3 separate regions of the Mus musculus genome follow, and regions 1 and 3 are each linked to region 2. Evidence: chromatin contacts called from public Hi-C and HiChIP or PLAC-seq data. All regions are on one chromosome and are shown on one strand. Each heading gives the region's core, a stretch centred on a gene start, on an enhancer-like site or on the middle of the called end of the contact. The rest is flanking DNA. Distances are from core to core; before and after follow the strand shown.

Region 1 (2,700 bases), core at 196-2,695, 200 kb after region 2:
CGTTCTGGGGTGCAGAGTCCTGCACTGGATGGTGGATGGATGGCTGACAGCCCTCTGGTAGCGTGTTCACTGAGTGTGGAACCAGTGAAGAAGACCATAAGGGAAATGAAGCTTTATACCCTCACACCAAATACATTGCAGACTCTGCATTTGGGGATCTTTTAAGTATTCATTAGTTGGAAGGTTAGTCTGAAAAACTCTTGGTCACACTTCTTGTTCAATGGCCACTCAGTTCTGGTGTTTCTCCAGATACCCAATACCATGTATGTCTCAGCTAGCTTCCAAGCTCGCAACCACACACTTCATTATATAGTGTCACCTTGAGAACTCACACAAATGCATGCTCCAAGTGTCCCCATAACTGGCATAACATGGGCAGTTACGGGGATTTTCCTTTTGTACAAAATCTACTTTTGAGTGACTTATGGTTGTTAATCAATGATTAGGCTGACAGACATGCATGTATACCAATTTCAATTTACATAGTGTAGATGTCAGCCTTCTTGGAACCAGAATATAGCAGAGCTTCATATTTTACATAAATTCATCACAGGAAGAAAAAAAAGATACAAATGCATATTTGTTTTGTCCCTTACTCTCATCACAAAAGGTAATGCTTTTATGGCACTCCCTGAGACAGAGACACAGTCTAACGGTTTTACATATTTAAATTTATGAAGTCTTAGGAAAACACCATGTAACAGGCTTTATTATTTTCATCCTTTAGATAAGGACGCTGAACTACTGGGAGAACAAGTAGCTTTTCTGCAATCACATAGTTAACAGAGGAGAATAGGATGAAAACAGACAGGCTGGCTCCCTGGGCCAGTCTTAAGCATAGCTAGTTCTCCTTCTCCAAGTTCAATTATGTGTTCTAAGGCTGGTTAGAAACCTGTCAAAGACATGTAGATAATAAATAGTGGTCTGCTTAACTCCCAACAGTTTCCATTGTATATTCTGGTCAGAACTGGGCAATTCTTCATGTAATAAACAAGCTTGCTTCCACCAGCCCTTTTTTAGTATTTTCCTGACACACTTTCATGAGAATCTGTTTGATGAGAAACTCTACATATTCAATTTTTATTTATTGCTATATCTGGTCTGGAGCTTACTTTATAGAGAATTTGACGTAGCTAATTTTCAGTCTATTTTGTTTCTCAATCTGGATTTTTGGATTTGTTAAACTTAGTCACACAGAGAAGGGGCTGGTAGATTAGTCAAAAAAGCTCATGGAAGATAGATTTAGGACAAATAAATATAAAGATCATATGGAGCTCACTGTCCCAAGATAGGAAAATATAAATAGGTTCAAAGACTGCTGAGATAAATTTGTAAATGACAGCCCTTTAAGATGTTATTAAGAAAAATTGGACATAGATGAAATGTGTCTTGCCTATTTATGGAGTTTTGTGTGGATGCTTATTTCCTTCTTCTGCCATTTTCAGAATGATTCATCTTGGTCACATAATGAGAGGAGGCTTCTGGGGCCTCCTGCTTTACCCTGTTCCTAGTAGAGTTCTAAAAACCAGAGGACTAAACTTGGAGAGAATGCCTTGTACCTTGGCATAGGGGACCCTGCATCCAGGGTATACATACTCCATCTGGCCACATATCCCTGTTCTATAGTAAGCCCTTGGCACTGAGGCAGTAGCTCAAAAATGTATTTCTCACTACATGTTTAACATGAACAGGAATAGCAATATCATACTACACAGAGCTATCCATTTCACAAATATTTTAAAAGGCTAAATGTACCAATTAAGGGCAGGTGCATGAAGGCTAATCCATTTAGTTTATGGGTGAGAAAAGTAAGGCCCAGTGTTTCAGCAATCTCTTGTTCTGTAGCAAACTCTCCACATTTCAACATTCAAACAATATTTTCATTGGATCTCACAATGTTGGAGGCATGGATTTTTGAAAAGGCTCCGGGAGGTGATGTGTTTGCCCGCCACTGTGCTGTACTGTGGCTGCTGGAGGGTCATCCCATTCCCCTAGATTTTAGATCAGGACATTCGACTTACTGGTGGATCATTTTTCCAAAGGTGGGTAGGTATGTCATTTGGAGAATTCCAAATTGCTTTCCAAAGGTATCTTCCAATGACCAAGGGCCACAAGGTTATATCATGTGATGTATCAAGATGTTGAAAAGCATACTTCATGCTCTGATTAGTCTTTCAAATTCAAATTGTCTCCTTTCTCCTCTCCCCTTTCACCTACTCCTCTTCCTCCACCACATCCTCCACAACTTCCTTCTTTCTTTGATTCTTGAAAGAGTGTCCTCTATAGCACAAGGTGATCTCTCACCTGAGGTCTTCCTTTATCTGAGTGCTGGGATTCTAAGCACGGGCCAATAGGAGTCTCAAGGTCTTCTCTTTAAAACAGGCCATCATCTGTTAGCTACTATTGGCTTTCTTTTCTTATTTTCATCTTCCCACATGTCCTTGCAGCATGTACCTTCTCTTATTATTGGAGAAGAGCATTTGAGTCTGTATCAGGAGGAAGCAAGGAGCCGAGTGGGCCTGACCTGTGCCCCTGAGCCAGCAGTTCAAATGTAAGCATTTTCCCAGTACTGTACCTTCTGTTACTTGGTGACGAATAGGTAGCAGGTGTTGAGGGAAAGCAGCAGTTTATACCGTTATTATTTCTGGATAGGCCAGCTGTTCTGAATGATAACACATAATATGAATCTGGGACCAGGTG
Region 2 (2,700 bases), core at 82-2,581:
TAAAATCTATGACATTTGATTCCAGTTTCAGGTCAATAGCCAAGTAATGATTTAACACTATCCACTCGAAGACATCTTTTCCTGGGTAGACAGAATAGGTCTGGAAGTGCACTGTCTGAAACTCAAGTGCGGACCACCTGAGCAAGACAGAAGAAAGCGACAAAGTAGGTACTTGGTAATCCTTACAAGTGGATTCCCTGGGCATAGTAGGTGTCCATGGGCCTTTGGGCATCAATAATCCCTTTCTGGAGACAAATAAAGCAAATACATATTGTACAGATGATCCACTCCCCGTGTGGGCGAGCGACCATGATGGGGAATTAAGGTAGAACTACAGAAACTCGCAGCTGCTCTCCAGGTACTATAACTTTATCCCTCCACAGAAAGATGGCTATTGGGATCTGGGTGGGACTAGTCCCCCTGCAGTTACCGCTGAGCTCAGGGCCACACTCGGGCGCCTTTTAAATTCCCCCAGCAATTGGTGGATGGAGAAAGAGCCAGGGGGAAAAAAGATGCATAATGATTCGTTCACCGGGCGGATGAAACGGAGAGTAGAGGACGCAGGATGCTAACTGGCTTTTCCTCCCATGTGCAGGTCACCTGAACCGCGATGCCTTCCAGTCTCTGAGGAGGCTCCCTGAACTCGCCATATGGCTCCGTTTTCAAGAGGGGAGAAGAAACAGTTTCATGCCCACCTGCCTGCGGCATCTCCTTTCAGGCACCCCTTCCCTAGCCCCTGCCCGGCGCGCGAGCTGCCGGCATCCACGGTCCCGCCCGCTCCGAGCTCCGGCCGGCAGCTCCCCCGGCGGCCGCCTCTGCACCAGTCGCCAACCTCCGTGCCGGGCCGAGGTCATGCCCGCCTGCCCCCGGAGCCGGCGAGGCCCCTTCCCGGTGCCAGGCGGCAAGCCCGAGAAGCGCCGGCAGGGAAGGGGGTCCGCCGCAGAGTTGGCACCCGGACTCACCAGGTAGGCGCCCACCGTACCCTGCGCCAGCATCAAGGCGCACTCAGACACCAGGAAGATCTTGATGTTGGAGAAGCAGGACACCTTCTTTTTCTTCTTCTTGTTCCTCTGCGCCTCGTCCCCCTGCAGCTCGCCGCTCCGGCCGCCGCCCGACGAGCCGCCCGGCTTCTTTCCCTGCATCCTTCCCCCGCCGCCGCCGCCGCCGCCGCTTTCCCGCTCGCCCCGGGTGTCGTGGCCGTTGCCGGGCGGGGGTGCGTGCCGCGAGGCTGCGTACTGTCCCCGCCCCGGGCCCGCGGCGGCCGCCCCCGTCCTGCCGCGGCTAGAGAGGTTGAAGGCTCCGCTCCTCGCTGCCGCCGCGCTAGCTCCCTTCCTCCTCCTCCTCCTTCTCCTCCTCCTCCTCCTCCGCCCTCCCTTCGCCGCCTCCTCCGGCTCGGGCTGTGCCAATCACAGGGACTCCTCGCGTCGCCCGCTGCTGCCGCCGCCTAGCCTCTCTCGGACTCTCGCCGTTGCCTTCACCGGCTTCCCCTGGCCCGCCGGCTTCGCTTGCCTTCACCCCTAGCGCCCCAAGCCCGGGCCGGGGCCTGATCGCCGCCTTGAGCCCCGGGCTGCGCCGCTACTGGCTGCGGGTGCGTCCCTGGGAGGCACGAGGGGACCTGCTTGGGGCACTAAGGGCTTGCTGATGGTCAAGGCCGGCGGGGTCTAACTACCCAGCGAAACTGCAAAATCCAGGAGTCCTGGTGGGGTAGGAGGCTGAGCGAGGAAGGTGCTACCCGGCCACTAGGAGGCATTGTGGGGCCCAGGGCACCAAGGCGGAAACTGGGTGGTACTAGGACTAGCAATGAGGTGCAGAGATGGGAGTATCCAGGCACCCTACTTCTAGTGCGGGTACCGGACTGCTAAGGCCGGAGAGAAGAAGCAATTTTCATAAAGAGAGTATCGCAGGAGCTGTATTCGGCTTGGTTTAGGGATTTCTAAGGACAGACGTTGTGCTCTGGGGCTCTGGAAGATGCCGAGATAGGAGCTGCCATTGGCTCCTTTGGTTTGCCAGCCTCTGCTCCTGCATTCAGTGGCTACTGGACATATCTAAACCGCCCATTCCCCGAAAATGGGAGAAAGAAACAGAACCTCTGAGAAGGGAAGTTAGAGCTTCAGGGAGTCTCACATCTTCCCCCAGCCTCCAAGTACAGGCAACTGCAGATCACAAGGACCCCAGCAGAGGGCCTTGTTTAGTTCTCCAGCGGCCTGCGGTTGGAGTTCAGGAAGGGATGAGCCACAAGCCTGCTGTGTCCCCACCCCTCTCCTGACTATTGTGGCCCTCCCTGGCTTGGCCTGAAGGTCAGCATGCAGCAGAGCCAATTGTCATCAGTCCTCCGCCCCTTGCTCCCCAGCATTCCCTAGGATTTTGGTCCACAAGGCGCCTCTGATAGGATGTACTGATTCAGGCAGCAGCGTTTGGAAGCTAAGAGAAAAGTGGATACGAACAGAAAATACCTAGCATTGTTGTCCACGTTAGTGATGGAGAAGCCAAAGCCTATTTGGAGAACTTTTCCTTGCTTTCCCAAGGGCCTATATCCCAATGCCAAGGCTTACATTCAATAGTGCATAGCAATTAGCACCGGCCATAATTTCTACTTTCTTCCAGAGAAATTGAGTAAGAATAGACGGTGGCACAGTGGGGGTGTGTTGTTTGCCTTACCATTTAAATATAAATTGCTTCATCCATCTGTCTTCCAGACAT
Region 3 (2,700 bases), core at 31-2,530, 150 kb before region 2:
TAGTCATTGCCAGCCCTTCCTAACAGTTCCTTAGGCAGACTTGGATGCTTGGTCTCTCTCCATTTACCACATTGAATAAACCAGAACACACCTGAGTGGATGATTGCATGCTGACAGAGAATGGGCTGGAGTCCAAGCACAGAGGAACTGGAATCCAGGAAGGATGGAGAAGTTCTTCTGAATTCTAAAGTCTCCCTTGTATCCTCTATGATGGGAACAGGGGCAGCCTACAGGGGAATACTAACAAATCTATACATTTCTGACATTAGTCCAATGGTCTGCATTAAATTTTAAGGCTGTTATGGGCACAGTGGGGAACCAGTTTGGCCAAACTACAAATAAATCCATTTTTCTTTACCAATTCCTGCTTCCTAATCTCTTTTAGAATACAAGAGAACTAAGAGCTTGCTGACAGGAGCCTGATATAGCTGTCTCCTGAGAGTCTCTACCAGTGTCTGCCAAATACAGTAGTGGATGCTCACAGCTATCCATTGGACAGAGCACAAGGTCCCCAGTGAAGGAGCTAGAGAAAGGACCCAAGACCAGTACCCAAGCAGTACCCCCAGAGCTTCCAGGGAATAAATCACCAACCAAAGAAAACACATGGTGGGACTCATGGCTCTAGCTGCATATGTAGCAGAGGATTGCCTAGTTGGTCATCAATGAGAGGAGAGGCCTTTGATCCTGTGAAGGTGCTATGCCCCAGTATAGGGGAATGCCAGGGCCAGGAAGCAGGAGTGGGTGGGTTGGTGAGCAGGGGGAGGGGGGAGGAGATAGGGGGTTTTAGGAGGGGAAACCAGGAAGGGGGGTAGCATTTGAAATGTATATAAAGAAAATATCTAATAAAAATAAAGAATTTAAAAAAAAAGAGAGAGAAAGAAGAGGGCTCTTCCCTCTGGGATACATCTGTATATCCTCTGCTCCAGGCCCTCAGGATAGCTCCTGCGGGCTCATGAATGGATCCCACCCACCCATCCCCCAACCCCCTCTCTTCAGGGACAGGGCAGTCTCAGATCAGAGTCATCCCTTCACTTCGCACCTGGCTCCCTCCCAGCTCCTTCTGTATGAAGCTGAGATTACCCAGTCAATAAAGCTCTGTGTGGCTTGCTTCTCCCTCCCTCCCTGCCTCTGTTTCTCAGTGTGGGTCTTTTCCTGTTCTCCAGCAAAGCAGGCTGCCATTCCTGTCAGCTCTGGACCACGCTGACCTGCCAGGAATACTCTCTGCCAAGGAACTTCATGACTAATCACCCACTCCCTGGAAGTCTGCGTTGGTCTAGTCAGCAGGTGGCATCGGGTCAGAGCACAGCTTGTGCAAGTCAGTCTAACTGAGACCCGCCCTCATGTAGGAAGTCGGTAGCTCTCCCAGCATGGCCCTTCTCTCCTCTATTTCCATTCAGCTATCGCCCATTCTGTGTAGAATTATTCTCTACTGCCTGCCTTCCCCAAGATTTTGAGATCTGAGAGGGGAAGGAAAATTGTCTGTTTTGTTCACAGCGCAGTCTTTACCTCTCAGAACAGTGCACGGCATCGAGTGGAGGTTCTGGCTAAGCCAGTGTACTCCAACCCCAGCAGGTGCAGCTCCATTCTGCTCCATCCTTTGATCAGGCTCTCGGTGTCTAATCTCCCTGCAGGTTTTCATTCTGCATGCCCACCTACCTGCACAGGCTAGAGTGGCCTGTTACTTTTCCACTTACAGCGTAGGAAGGAAAAGGAGAATAAAGCGGGAATATGGATGCGAAACACAGCTTTTTTTTTCCCCCTAAGGGGAAGAAGAGAATTTATTCTAAGCCAAAACTATGAATGGCCATGTCTGAGGAGCAGGAATTCAGGTTGCCTGGCATGATATGATCCACTAGGAAATGGCTATGTGAACACTTTATAGTCCTAGAACACTAGGGAGTTGTGAAGGAGTCAACGTATTTGACAAATACACTGGTGCACAGTGACCAGGCAGACCTGCTGTAGGTGGCTGGTGTTATCTGATGATATTCTTAGCTTTGGGGGTTGGTGAAAGTTTGTGGTTTGCTAAGTTAGGATGCTCTAATGATTTTCCCTGATAGAAGGATGTTTGGTTGGACCGGTGACTATTGAGGAGACCAAAAATAGCACAAGATAATTTTAGCTCTGGACTTGCAATGTTTTTCCTCTCTAGAATCACCAAGTTTAATCACTCAGCTAACTACCTAAGTCTTAGTTTGGGACTTCTTAGGAAACTTCAGTTGACAGGTGTTGCCAGGGATATGGAGTTGGGCGAAATGAGGTGGGGGCAGGGACACTTCAGAGAGAAGAAAAGCAGGAAGAAATAGGTGTGGATTTTAACACTTAAAAGGTCTTGGAAAACATGTTCAAATATCCTTCAACCAATTGATTCCTTGTAATTATCACTGGTTGATCTGGGTCCAATGTCCTGATCCATAAAACAGAACACTTAGAATACAGGATGCCCTACCTATATGGGGGGTTTTTGATTCATTTGCTTCTTATCTGTGAGAGTCTTTGACAAACCCTGAAAGTCTAGGGCTTTATTAGATTATAAGGCAAATATAAGATTATGAGAGTTAATACACACTTTGATCTATCTGCTATGTTCTGGCTTGACCCTGACACCACCTGCTGAGTATACTAATAGAGTCTTCTTCCTCCAACACCTGAAAACTTGACTTTCAAACAAAGCTGTTTTTGTTTTCTTATTCCCCCCCC

The links. Hi-C and Micro-C count contacts between places; a contact is called where the count stands out from the background. HiChIP or PLAC-seq counts read pairs in DNA pulled down with a chosen protein or histone mark.
Region 1: a contact with region 2 is called in a Hi-C map of cortical neurons, with 4 times the contacts expected there. The contact joins the enhancer-like site here to the promoter of Slco3a1 in region 2. A contact is called at or near these places in 5 of 39 promoter capture datasets (cranial neural crest, embryonic stem cells, hippocampal neurons and 2 more), 3 of 484 Hi-C or Micro-C datasets (cortical neurons and myocytes), 3 of 115 datasets of contacts at active chromatin or transcription factors (bone marrow-derived macrophages, embryonic forebrain and extraembryonic endoderm stem cells) and 2 of 9 other capture datasets (embryonic stem cells and macrophages).
Region 3: an H3K4me3 HiChIP or PLAC-seq map of forebrain shows a contact between it and region 2, with 3 times the contacts expected there. The contact joins the enhancer-like site here to the promoter of Slco3a1 in region 2. A contact is called at or near these places in 2 of 39 promoter capture datasets (frontonasal cranial neural crest and liver), 6 of 484 Hi-C or Micro-C datasets (the C2C12 cell line, double positive thymocytes, group 2 innate lymphoid cells and 3 more), 10 of 115 datasets of contacts at active chromatin or transcription factors (CD8 T cells, bone marrow-derived macrophages, cardiomyocytes and 7 more) and 4 of 9 other capture datasets (adipose tissue, liver, macrophages and 1 more).

The regions. Positions count from the first base shown.
Region 1 is chr7:74,749,091-74,751,790 of GRCm38.p6, forward strand. No RefSeq gene overlaps it. Among named protein-coding and RNA genes, the nearest start is that of Gm30459, 16 kb to the right of the region's middle. Within about 2 kb of position 1,446, at least 3 of the 459 cell types and tissues checked have an H3K27ac peak or open chromatin away from gene starts, as enhancers often do. A contact at or near this core is called in cortical neurons, where this site is marked.
Region 2 is chr7:74,553,449-74,556,148 of GRCm38.p6, forward strand. Slco3a1 (solute carrier organic anion transporter family, member 3a1) reads right to left here and starts at 1,332. Exons shown (of 10, transcript NM_023908.2): 1 at 963-1,332. The coding sequence starts at 1,142.
Region 3 is chr7:74,407,546-74,410,245 of GRCm38.p6, forward strand. All of the region lies in intron 2 of Slco3a1 (solute carrier organic anion transporter family, member 3a1), which reads right to left. Among named protein-coding and RNA genes, the nearest start is that of Slco3a1, 150 kb to the right of the region's middle. Within about 2 kb of position 1,281, at least 38 of the 459 cell types and tissues checked have an H3K27ac peak or open chromatin away from gene starts, as enhancers often do. A contact at or near this core is called in forebrain and muscle stem cells, where this site is marked.